2 separate regions of the Neogale vison genome follow, and region 1 is linked to region 2. The links are chromatin contacts, called in public Hi-C maps. All regions are on one chromosome and are shown on one strand. Each heading gives the region's core, a stretch centred on a gene start, on an enhancer-like site or on the middle of the called end of the contact. The rest is flanking DNA. Distances are from core to core; before and after follow the strand shown.

Evidence for each region. A called contact is a pair of places that touch in the nucleus more often than the background predicts.
Region 1: a Hi-C map of muscle shows a contact between it and region 2, with 9 times the contacts expected there. The contact joins the promoter of LOC122912997 here to the promoter of TMEM258 in region 2. A contact is called at or near these places in 2 of 3 Hi-C or Micro-C datasets (fibroblasts and muscle).

The regions. Positions count from the first base shown.
Region 1 is chr7:197,807,176-197,812,849 of ASM_NN_V1, forward strand. LOC122912997 (inner centromere protein) reads left to right here and starts at 4,156. Exons shown (of 18, transcript XM_044259448.1): 1 at 4,156-4,325.
Region 2 is chr7:197,525,873-197,531,444 of ASM_NN_V1, forward strand. TMEM258 (transmembrane protein 258) reads right to left here and starts at 1,882. Exons shown (of 4, transcript XM_044259435.1): 1 at 1,783-1,882; 2 at 170-279. The coding sequence starts at 1,785. It overlaps FEN1 (flap endonuclease 1), which reads left to right and starts at 1,894. Exons shown (of 2, transcript XM_044259433.1): 1 at 1,894-2,232; 2 at 3,963-5,572. The coding sequence starts at 3,984. The coding sequence ends at 5,126.

The DNA of each region.
Region 1 (5,674 bases), core at 2,906-5,405, 280 kb after region 2:
ACCTGAGATTGAGACATGGGTCAGGCTCAACGTTCAGCGGGGAGTCAGCTTGGGATCCTCTCTCTCTCTCTTCACTCCTCCCCTTTCTCTTTCTCAATCTCAAATAAATAAATACATAAATAAATAAATATTTCAAAAGAAAGAAAACAATACAATTCCCAATAGCAACGGAGAGAATTAAATGCTTAGGAGTACACTTTACCAAAGAGGTAAATGACCGGTACACTGGAAATGATTAAACTTTGATGACAGGAAATAAAGAGACATTAAAGAAATGGAAAAACATCCTGTGCCCATGGCCGGGAATACTTGGTATTGTTAAATGTCTGTTCTTTCTGGGGTAATCTACAGGTTCAGTGCAATTTCTACCAAGTTTCAATGGCATTCTTGATAGAAATAGGAAAAATAATCCCAAAGTTCACACGGAACCACAAAAGACCAAATTGCTCAAATCAATCTTAAGCAAAAGAAAGTTGGAGGCATCGCCCTTCCTGATTCCAAAATATATCACAGAGCCTAGTAATAGAAAATGTGGTACTGGCACAAAAACAGATACACAGACCAATGGAACAGAATAGGGAACCCAGAAATAAGCCCACACATATATGATCTACTAATCTTCGATGAAGGCACCAGCAATGCACAGTGGGGACAAAATAGTTTCCTCAATTAAAGGTACTGGGAAAACTGGATATTCACAAGCAAAAGAATGGGCCCCTATCTTTTTTTTTTCTTTAAGATTTTACTTATTTATTTGAGAGAGAGAGAGAGGGAGAGAGCGAGCACGTGTGAGCGCGTGAGCATGAGTGGGGGGCGGGGAGGAGCAGAGAGAGAGGGAGAAGCAGGCTCCCCCTGAGCAGGGACACCACACCCCAATCATGACCTGAGCTGAAGGCAGATGCTTAACTGATTGAGCCACCCCTATGCCCTGAAACTGGGCCCGTATCTTAAAAATTAACTCATTAACTCAGAAATTAACTTAGTTCCTGGGTGGCTCAGTGGGTTAAGCATCTGACTCTTGATTTCAGCTCAAGCCATGGTCTCAGGGTCGTGGGGGTCAAACTCTGCATTGAACTTGGTTTTCAGTGTCTGCTTGTTTCTCTCCCTCTGCTCCTCCCCCCACCCCCGTGCGCTCGCGCTCTCTCTCTCTGTAAAATAAATAAGTAAATAACTAAATAAATAAAATCTTAAAAAGAAATTAACTCCTAAATATTAACTCAAAATGGAGTAAAGACTTAAATATAAAACCTGAAATTGTAAACTCCTAGAAGAAAGCATGAGGAAAAACTCCTTGGCAGTGGCCTGGTGATGATTTCTTGGGTGTGACACTAAAAGCACAGGTAACAAGAACAAAAATAGACAAATGGGACTACCTCAAACTTTATAATTTCTGCCCAGTGAAGCAAATAATCAATAGAATGAAAAGGCAACCTACAGAATGGAAGGAAATATTTGCAAACCACATATCCGATGAGGGGTTCATATCCAAAATATATAAGAAAATTCCCACCACTCAACAACAATGAAACAAACAGTCCAGTTTTAAAACGGGCAAAGGGGGCGCCTGGGTGGCTCAGTGGGTTAAAGCCTCTGCCTTCGGCTTGGGTCATGATCCCAGGGTTCTGGGATCGAGCCCCAAATCGTACTCTCTGCTCAGCAGGAAGTCTGCTTCTCCCTCTCTCTCTGCCTGCCTCTCTGCCTACTTGTTATCTCTATTGAACAAATAAATAAAACCTTTAAAAAAATAAAAAATAAATGGGCAAAGGAGGATGCCTGGGTGGCTCGGTTGGTTAAACACCTACCTTCAGCTCAGGTCATGATCCTGGAGTCCTGGGATCAAGTCCCGCATCGGGCTCCCAACTCCATGGGAGTTTGCTTCTACCCCTGACCTTCTCCCCTCTCATGCCCTCTCTCACTCTCTCTCAAATAAATAAAATCTTTATTTTTTTTTAAATAAAAACTTAAAAAAAGAGTAAGTTTAATTCTTCTTTTTTTGGGGGGCAGGGTAGTCTTCCTGTGATTTGAAGGCATCTAAACACATCTCTTTTCTCACATCTGCCCTAAATAATTCTTCCTAAAGAGGAGGTAAGCTCTTCCAGATACTTGAGGGTTTTTTTTTTTTAAGATTTTACTTATTTTTATTTGATAGGGACACAGCGAGAGAGGGAACACAAGCAGGGGAGTGGGAGAGGGAGAAGCAGGCTTTCTGCCAAGCAGGGAACTCGATGCAGGGCTTGATCTCAGGACCCTGGGATCATGACCTGAGCCAAAGGCAGACGCTTAACGACTGAGCCACCCAGGTGCCCTAAGACTTGAGGTTTGGTTCCAGTTCTTTAGCTACTCTATCTCCACAGGTTACTTACCCTCTTTTTTCACCAGGTAAAAGGGGGATAAAACTCTACAGCCTGTTGTGAGGAGATAATGCATGGAAGAGTGTGGGAATGAATATAGTCGCAGAGTGGGCGTTCAGGAAATGGTAGCTTGGAGGTAAGTTTCCGCTGTTATTGGCCAGGTTGTTCCTCCCTGTGTCCCACAGGGCAGTGTTCCAAGGTAGACACGGGCCTCTCGGGCTGGGTGAAGTAGAACAAGACTTCTCCTTACACACACTTTCCTCCCACGTTCCCGCCTCTCAGTTTGCTTTGACATGATTTGGGGGTTGAAATGGGCAGTGCTGGACATCTCTAAAGGAGGCTAAGTAAGACAAACATGGGGGGCCAAAAAGGCATCCGGGGGTGAAGGCCATTGTTATTCCCCTGTGAAAGGAGGCAGTGGAACTAGACTGGGTAGGAGGTTCAGGGGCACCTGCCTTCTGCTGGGGTTGTGATCCCAGAGTCCTGGAATCACAGCCCCCAGGCTGGGCTCCCTGCTCTGTGGAGAGTCTGCTTCTCCCTTTCCAACTCCCCCCGCTTGTGTTCCCTGTCTTGCTATCTCTCTGTCAAATAAATAAATAAAATCTTAAAAAAAAAAAAAAAAAGCTATGCCACAGAAACATAGGAACTGGAAAGATGATCCAGCTTAACTTTTTTTCCCCCCAATCTTGGTCAAAACATAAAAATTTACCATCTTAACCATTTTTAAATGGACATTACAGTATATTAACTACAAGCACATTATTGTGCAGCAGATTCCTAAAACTTTTGTAATTTTCCATCTCACAAAACAGAAACCATATTGAATAATTCCCCTCTCCCCTCCTCCCCCCCAGCACTTGGCAAACACACCACTCTACCTTCTGTGTCTAAGAGTTTGACTGCTTTAGATACCTCTTGTAAGCAAAATCATGAAATGTTGGTCTTTCTGTAACTGACTCATTTCACTTGGCATCGTGTCCTTAAGGTTCACCTGTGTCATAGCAGATGACAGCATTTTTTTTTTTTCCCTGCAAGGCTGGGGAACAATAGTCCAGTGTATGCCTATGCCCCATTTTCTTTATCCAGTCATCAACTGATAAATATTTAGACTGCCACCACCTCTTGGCTATTATTCATAATGCTGCAGCAATGAACACGGGTGATGAGTACCTCTTCCAGATTTAATTGCTTTGGCAACCCTGACTCAGAGTAAAGTGAATGACTAAAGAAATTTTTCGACGTGGTAATATTGCCATTTGGGGTTGAGAACACTGTTCCAAAAAAACACTCAAGGGCCAGTATAGGTAGGACTCAGGCTGCTGGGCTCTGGAGAAACACAAAGTCTGGCGCGCTCTATAAAGAATATCCTTTTAAAGTCTCAAAAAATGACAGAGGTCAGATAGATGCCATTACGAAGAAGAGAGCTAGACTAAGAAACTGCAAAGCTTAAGGTTCCCGCGATGTAAGCAGGGTCCTGAGGTCCGGCCCCACCGATACCCCGCCCCTCCTCTACGACTTCCCCCGCCTCCCGCGGGACGTCGCAGTGCATGTTGGGGCTTGCAGTTCCGGCGTGAGGGGTCGTGTGCGCGCGCATCCACCGCCGGGCGCGACTTCCTCCCTCCGCCGCCTCCCGTCGCTCCCGGAAGCTGAGCAGGTTAAAGTTTCAGCCCTTCCTTTCCCCTCCCCTTAGTCCCGCAGACTGCCAACCCACGTAGCTAATAGGTGGCCGGGCTCGCGCTTTCTCTTATCTGATTGGCTTAGAGTCTTGTAGCGTCTAGACAAACTCGCCTGGGATTGGTCGAATCTTCAGTTTTGAAATTTCGGAGGTTTCGCCGCGCTGCGCGGCCCCATTGCGTCTCCGAAGCGGTGAGCCCTGGAGACCCAGAGCGGAGAGTTTTGGGCCGGCCGGGGGCTCTGCTAGGGAGGCCGCCGGACTTGGATCGGAGCAGCACTTAGCAGACGCGGTGCAGTCGAGTGAGTGCGCGGGGCGGCCGGCGGGGCTGGGGGTGGTTGGCGGTTCTCTACCCTCCCGCCAACTCCGGAGCGGGGGTGTGACACCCTCCGCTTCGCCCCGCGGCCTGGAAATGCACGGGCCACTTCTTCAGGTGGCGAGGTGATCTGCCTTGGTCCTGGGGCCTGAGATGATCCCTTATCCTCCGCCTAGGTCACCAGATTCCGAAAGAATAATATTCCTCCCCCTTTCCGGTCGGGTGCCTTGTTTTGTGCTGGGAGACCCTTTGTTGACCTGGACGCACATGAAACGCACACCAACCCGGGATTATGCCAGATGGCATTTCTGTACAGTTAACCCTCGCTCAACACCTCCCCCACCAGCTGAGCAACGTTTTAAATTGACCATTTCCGGAGGCCAGGGCCGCCCCTCATTTGTCCCTCCGCAAGGACTTCCGCAGTCAGCGAGCGGTTCGGTTCCATCCCGCCGCCGTGGTCTTCCCTGCGGGTGTCCAGGCCCAAACCAGGCACCCACCCTTTAGAGACTGAAATCGAGTCGGCGGCATAGATTGTGGTCAGGAGCACGGTTTAAATCCACTCATTACTGGGGGACTTCGACTTCTCCTTGCCTCAGTTTCCTCATCTGCACACGGGTGTCCTTGAGATCATGGTGGGCGGTAAATGGGATGATGCCCTACCTGAGACTGAGGCAGGGCTCAGTAAGTGGGAGCAGCTATTTATGATCGCGACCAGACCTTCGCTGAGGTGTGGTAGACGGTTAAGTACTCCACTTCCTGCACCTCAATAAACGGGCCCGTGGTCTCGTGGGTGGTGTGAGGGAAGCACTGGGAGAGGAAGGTGTGCTCCCTTCTCCCTTGGTGGGATGTTGGCTGCCCTGATTTGTGCACACAGGTTCTTCACGGGCAGAAGAGATTTTCTTACTGTTCTTCCCAGGAGCCTCTGTGGTACACTGATCCTTTCTTAGAGTCATCTCTCTGTTCTAACTTATAGTGACCCTTTTTAAAGAGCCAAGCTGAGGTCTCAAAAAAAAAAAAAAAAAAAAAAACCACCTTTATCATGGAAGAAGCCTAAATAAACACTTTTTTTGCACGTTGTAAAAGAAGCTCTCGCCAACTCTGCTATTTTGAACAATTACTTAAAAAAGAAAAAAGATAGTATAGGGTTGCTTGCTGTTGCTCTTGAGTGAACCTTTGTTTTGGTTTTGGCTTCTTTAAACAATTTTCTCTTTCCTGGCCTGGAACTGGGGTCCTGCAGTTTGCCAGGGCTGAGCTCTGGGACAGAGGGTCTGAGGGGAGGGATGGCAGCACAGAGGCCATGCCTGTGATTGGCTGGCTTCGGAGCTGTTACTGCCC
Region 2 (5,572 bases), core at 632-3,131:
TAAGGCCAGCACCTGACCTTGGACATCAACAGCTTTTCTCCAACCTCCTTACTTTCCCCCTATTCCCACACCAGAGCAAAACCGGCAGTGTGCATGTACCCAGCAGTTTCTCCCTCAGTTTCCCCACATTGCTAATTCTGGCCTCACTGGCTGCTCAGTAAAAGGATACACGAAGAACCAGGCCGTAAAGAACATGCCAATGGCCAACAGCACCACGGTCAGATGAGGGAAGACAGCAGGGTTCACTGGGCTGGTGTATCTGCTCATGGCCTCTAGCTCCTAGGGGACGGCATGAGATCAGAGCTATCAAAGAATCCCAGGACTTCAATCTGAGGGGGGTAGTATGAGGTCATCAAGGAGCCTCCTCCTTCTAGGACTGTTAAAGGTCTGTTCCTGCCTGGGAAATATAGAAGTCCTCCAGAACCAACATCAAGCAATTCCATTTGGAAATGATATCAATGGTATCTTAAACTAAAGGTGGAACTTGTGCTTTTTCAATATGAGAGAGGAACGGCAGCTCAGAGTCAGAGGCTGACACAGAAGGTGACTGACTGGTTATCCGTCGGTGGTCCCTAACATTTTTTGAGACCACTGATGACTATGAAAAAAATGTGATAAAAAGTATGGACCCCACCTGGGGTAAACCACAAGCAAGAAAAAGTTTGCCTGTAATTTTAGAAACTCTATGGACCCATGTCTGTAGACACCAAGTTCAGAATTCTGCTGTAATTCAGAGCCTGGGCTGGGACCCAGTCTCAACTTCTACACCTGTCTTCTTCCCACTATGCTATTAATGGAACCTCAGGCTCTACTAGGAATGACTTCGGTTAATAATCTGGCTCTACTGAATAACACGAGTCTCAGTAAAACAGTTATAATAACACCCACTCACAGAGTTGGTGTATGATTTAAGAAAGATGACAAACGTCAAAGCAACTAGCTCACTTCTTGGCATAGAGTAGTCGTTCAAAAAGTGCTTGTTTCCTTCCCAAGCTTACAGGGAAGATTATGAGGTAATGCTTGTGAAGGAGCGCTGTAAACGGTAAAGTTCTGTACAAATGTTGACTTCCATTGTCACTCCCCAGCCAACGCTCCTAATGTCCAGAACATAACAACTCTAGAGAAATAAACTGACCCCATTGTTCTAGGAGACACTGGAATTCAATTCAGTAAACATTTATGGGCTCCCTCCCCCCCAAAATGATAAAGACAATGGCTGCCATTCACTGGGCTTCCAATTGCAGGCCCTGTGTTTGGCACTGGGAATACAAAGATGAATAGACATCATCCCAGAGCTAGAGGCACGTCCGATGGTGGTCACTAGGAGGCGTGGCAGATAACAAAGAAGTCCAGGACATGTGGCAAGAGGTCTGTACGGAGGTTGTGGGAGCTCCCAGGAGAGAGCGGCCAAATCGGCCGTCCACCACCAAGAAGGTTGAGCATCTGCCCTGGGCCTCGTAGGATGAGTAGGAGTTCAACAGGAGGAAGAAGTTTCCACATAAAGATAACAGCTTAATCACAGGCGACACAGATAAAAAGCTCAAGGTATTAAAAATGCACCTCACACGCCTCACCCCTTAAACGTCAAGAGATCAAAACCTCAGCCTAACGAATCCCAGGCAAGGGGCTTCCCTTCCCGCCCCTAAGCCCAAGCCGGAGGGTACAGGAGCCTCCGGCTGTCTGGATCTCGGGCGTCTGAGGCCTTCGCGAGAGAAACCGAGTGTGGAACGGGCCCCAAGGGGTCCTCACAGTCCCGAGCAGAACACCCCTCAACCCCCTCACCATTTTGCCAGGCACGGGGTCATCCGCCGCTCAGCCACCGGAATAACACGTCGGCAGGGGCAGGCGCACTGCTCTGCGGAAGAGGAAGTGCCTCCCCCGCGAGTGGCATTGTGGGATTTGTAGGCCTGTGGGCTTGGGCGTAGAGGGGGCTACGGCCTGTGGGCGCCTGCTGTGGAGCTGGGGCAAGGGTACCCCCGAGCCGCTGAGAGGGTTCGCTCTCCCCGGCGGGACTGTTTGGCCCAAGGGAAACTGGCCGAGGGGGTCGAACCTGACCCCACACTTCCCAGGAGGCTGTGCGCGGCGGCGGTCACGTGACGGGAGCGCGGGCTTTGGAAGACGGCGGAGCGCGACAGGATCCGCTGCGGAGCTGTGCACGGTGCGGAGCTGAGCAGCGTCCTGGGCAGCACCCGACCCAGCGCTACTGTCCAGTCCTCGCGCTCCAAAGGCCAGGTGAGACCCCGTGGGAAGCGGGTCCGAGGGCGGCGGGGTCCACCTCACTCTGGGTGTTGGGGCGGGGGCCGGGGGGCCGTCTGCCGCGCGCGGGGTGGAAGCCAGAGCGCGGGCCCGCCACCTTCCCGCTCTGCGACTCGGACCGGTCGCCTGACCTCCCTTCATGTGTGGAAGGCGGGAGATAGCTTGCACTCTATGGGGCCGTTGGGTATTTTGACCAAGGTCCTGGATGAGAAACATTTTGGAGACTTCACTGGTTTAGACCCCTTTCCCGCCTGCCGCTGTTGGGGGCTGCGGGGGGCTGGCCGGCCGGCAGGCACGGACCCCTCGGTAAGCCTTCTAGCAAAGCAGCCGGCCTGAGGCGGGACCCGACGATCGAGTGGCTTCTGCGGGAGGAGCGGTTCCGGGCACCCGTGTATGGCAGGAGCCAGAGGATGGCGGGAGGAGGGCACGGCTGAGCAGCCGTGAGAAAGGGCAGGGCTTCTCCCGGACTGTGAAGGTAGGTTGGGAAGCAGAGCACGGAGGATCTTGACACCAGGTTGAGTGTTAGGACTTGAGTAGAAGCGGGGATTGTAGCTTTATGATGCTTTAGAAAGAATCCTGAAAAGTGGGAGCAGCGAAAAGGTCTGGTGTCATCTTTCTTGGAGTGTTGGACCACCGGTGGACACACGATGGCTTTATTTATTTTTTAAGATTTTATTTATTTGTTTGAGAGAGAGAGAGAGAGAGCATGAGAGGGGAGAGGGTCAGAGGGAGAAACAGACTCCCTGCTGAGCAGGGAGCCCGATGCGGATGCGGGGCTCGATCCCAGAACCCTGGGATCATGACCTGAGCCCAAGGCAGAGGCTCTAACCCACTGAGCCACCCAGGCGCCCCTCAGGCAGGATTTCTTTGGGAAACGTTATTGCTGCCAAGGCCTTACGGCTGATTGAATGAGGCCCACCCATGCGATGGAGGATAATCTCCTTTGCTTAAAGTTAACTGATGATGTCACAAAATTACCTTCACAACAACACCTGGATTGGTGTTAGAGTAAATAACTGGGCTCCGCAGCCTAGCCGAGTGGGCACATAAAACTAACAGGCACCACTGCTAAGAGGTGGGGAGCCAGAGGAATGAGTTGGGGGTGTTCAGTGACTGGCATAAAGGTACAGAGGAGGAATGTATGAGTTGTCAGTGAGTTGGCAAGAAGATAGATGACTTCTGTTTTTATTTGGCCACTGTGCACATTCAGCTTTGTATTATGGTTGCTTTTGTACTTGTGTCATCTCTGTTTAGCCAGTATTTGCTTGTCCTTTAGGGCTTGGTTCTGTCATTATGGTCCCTGGGCTCCTCAGGCCAGGGTAGGCACTGTCCTCCGGACTCGTGGGGTCCTCGATGCCCACCCCAGTGGTAGCCCTTACTGCGTGCGAGACCTATTGCTGCCTTCTCCATGAAACCTTAAGTCCCTCAACACCAGCAGCATCTTATTCCTCTTAACACCCAGTTTTTTCCTCCGATACCCAGGAAGCCTTACTAGTAATTGAGTGGCCTCACTTGTTAGAGGGTACGTTTTTTTGCTAATGGCAACCTTATCTCGTTCGTGTTTTCATCTTCTGCGGTTCCATATTGGTGTCGTCCTTGTTGGGCTCAGTTTGTTCGGTTGAAGACATGAAGTTGGTGAGATAGCAGCGTGAGCCTTTGCATCCTTTAAATTCCTCCTCTTCTCACTTTACTCCTTTCTTTTTCAGCTGTCCCTCCTCTGTATTGCTATGGGAATTCAAGGCCTGGCCAAACTGATTGCTGATGTGGCCCCTGGTGCCATCCGGGAGAATGACATCAAGAGCTACTTTGGCCGCAAGGTGGCTATTGATGCCTCTATGAGCATTTATCAGTTCCTGATTGCTGTTCGCCAGGGTGGGGACGTGCTGCAGAATGAGGAGGGGGAGACTACCAGCCACCTGATGGGCATGTTCTACCGCACCATCCGCATGATGGAGAACGGCATCAAGCCCGTGTATGTCTTCGACGGCAAGCCGCCGCAGCTCAAGTCGGGTGAGCTGGCCAAACGCAGCGAGCGGCGGGCGGAGGCGGAGAAGCAGCTGCAGCAGGCTCAGGCCGCGGGGGCCGAGGAGGAGGTGGAGAAGTTTACTAAGAGGCTGGTAAAGGTCACCAAGCAGCACAATGACGAGTGCAAGCACCTGCTGAGCCTCATGGGCGTCCCGTACCTTGATGCGCCCAGTGAGGCCGAGGCCAGCTGTGCCGCCCTCGTGAAGGCTGGCAAAGTCTATGCCGCGGCCACCGAGGACATGGATTGCCTGACCTTTGGCAGCCCCGTGCTAATGCGGCACCTGACTGCCAGCGAGGCCAAGAAGCTGCCCATCCAGGAATTCCACCTGAGCCGGATTCTGCAGGAGCTGGGCCTGAGCCAGGAGCAGTTTGTAGATCTGTGCATCCTGCTGGGCAGCGACTACTGCGAGAGCATTCGGGGCATTGGGCCCAGGCGGGCCGTGGGCCTCATCCAGAAGCACAAGAGCATCGAGGAGATTGTGCGGCAGCTTGACCCCAGCAAGTACCCGGTGCCGGAAAACTGGCTCCACAAGGAGGCCCAGCAGCTCTTCCTGGAGCCCGAGGTGCTTGACCCAGAGTCTGTGGAGCTGAAGTGGAGCGAGCCAAACGAAGAGGAGCTCGTCAAGTTCATGTGTGGCGAAAAGCAGTTCTCTGAGGAGCGAATCCGCAGTGGCGTCCGTCGGCTGAGCAAGAGCCGCCAAGGCAGCACCCAGGGTCGCCTGGATGATTTCTTCAAGGTGACTGGCTCTCTCTCTTCAGCTAAGCGCAAGGAGCCAGAGCCCAAGGGATCTGCTAAGAAGAAGGCAAAGACTGGGGCAGCAGGGAAGCTCAAAAGGGGAAAATAAATGTGTTTCCCCTTCTAGCGCCTTGACCCCAGAATGTCTGCCTTCTCGTACCCTCGGGAGCTAGCGCTAGAGAGACCGCTGGGGGCGGGGAGGGGATTGCATTGCTTCTCTAGCTCTAGGCTTCTCAGTAGTGCTTTTCCCTTTTGTACTTGATCTGATGACAGGAACGCCACAGAGCTACTTTGTTTTCTTCTTTTTTAGCTCAGGAGAGTGTGTCCCGCTCAAAACAGCTCTCAGGCAATCTAAGGGACACTGAATCTATTGTTAATGAAGAGGGAGTGGGAGATAAACCATAGACCCAGCCGACTGGACAAAAATGATTTCCTGGCTGGCCACCTGGTGGCTGACAGGAGTGGGTGGTGGCCCCAGACTGCGCTCATCTCTGGTTCAGCCTTGACCCACCCTGTGGGACAGTCATCAGGAAGACTGAGCCTTAGCAGTTGGGG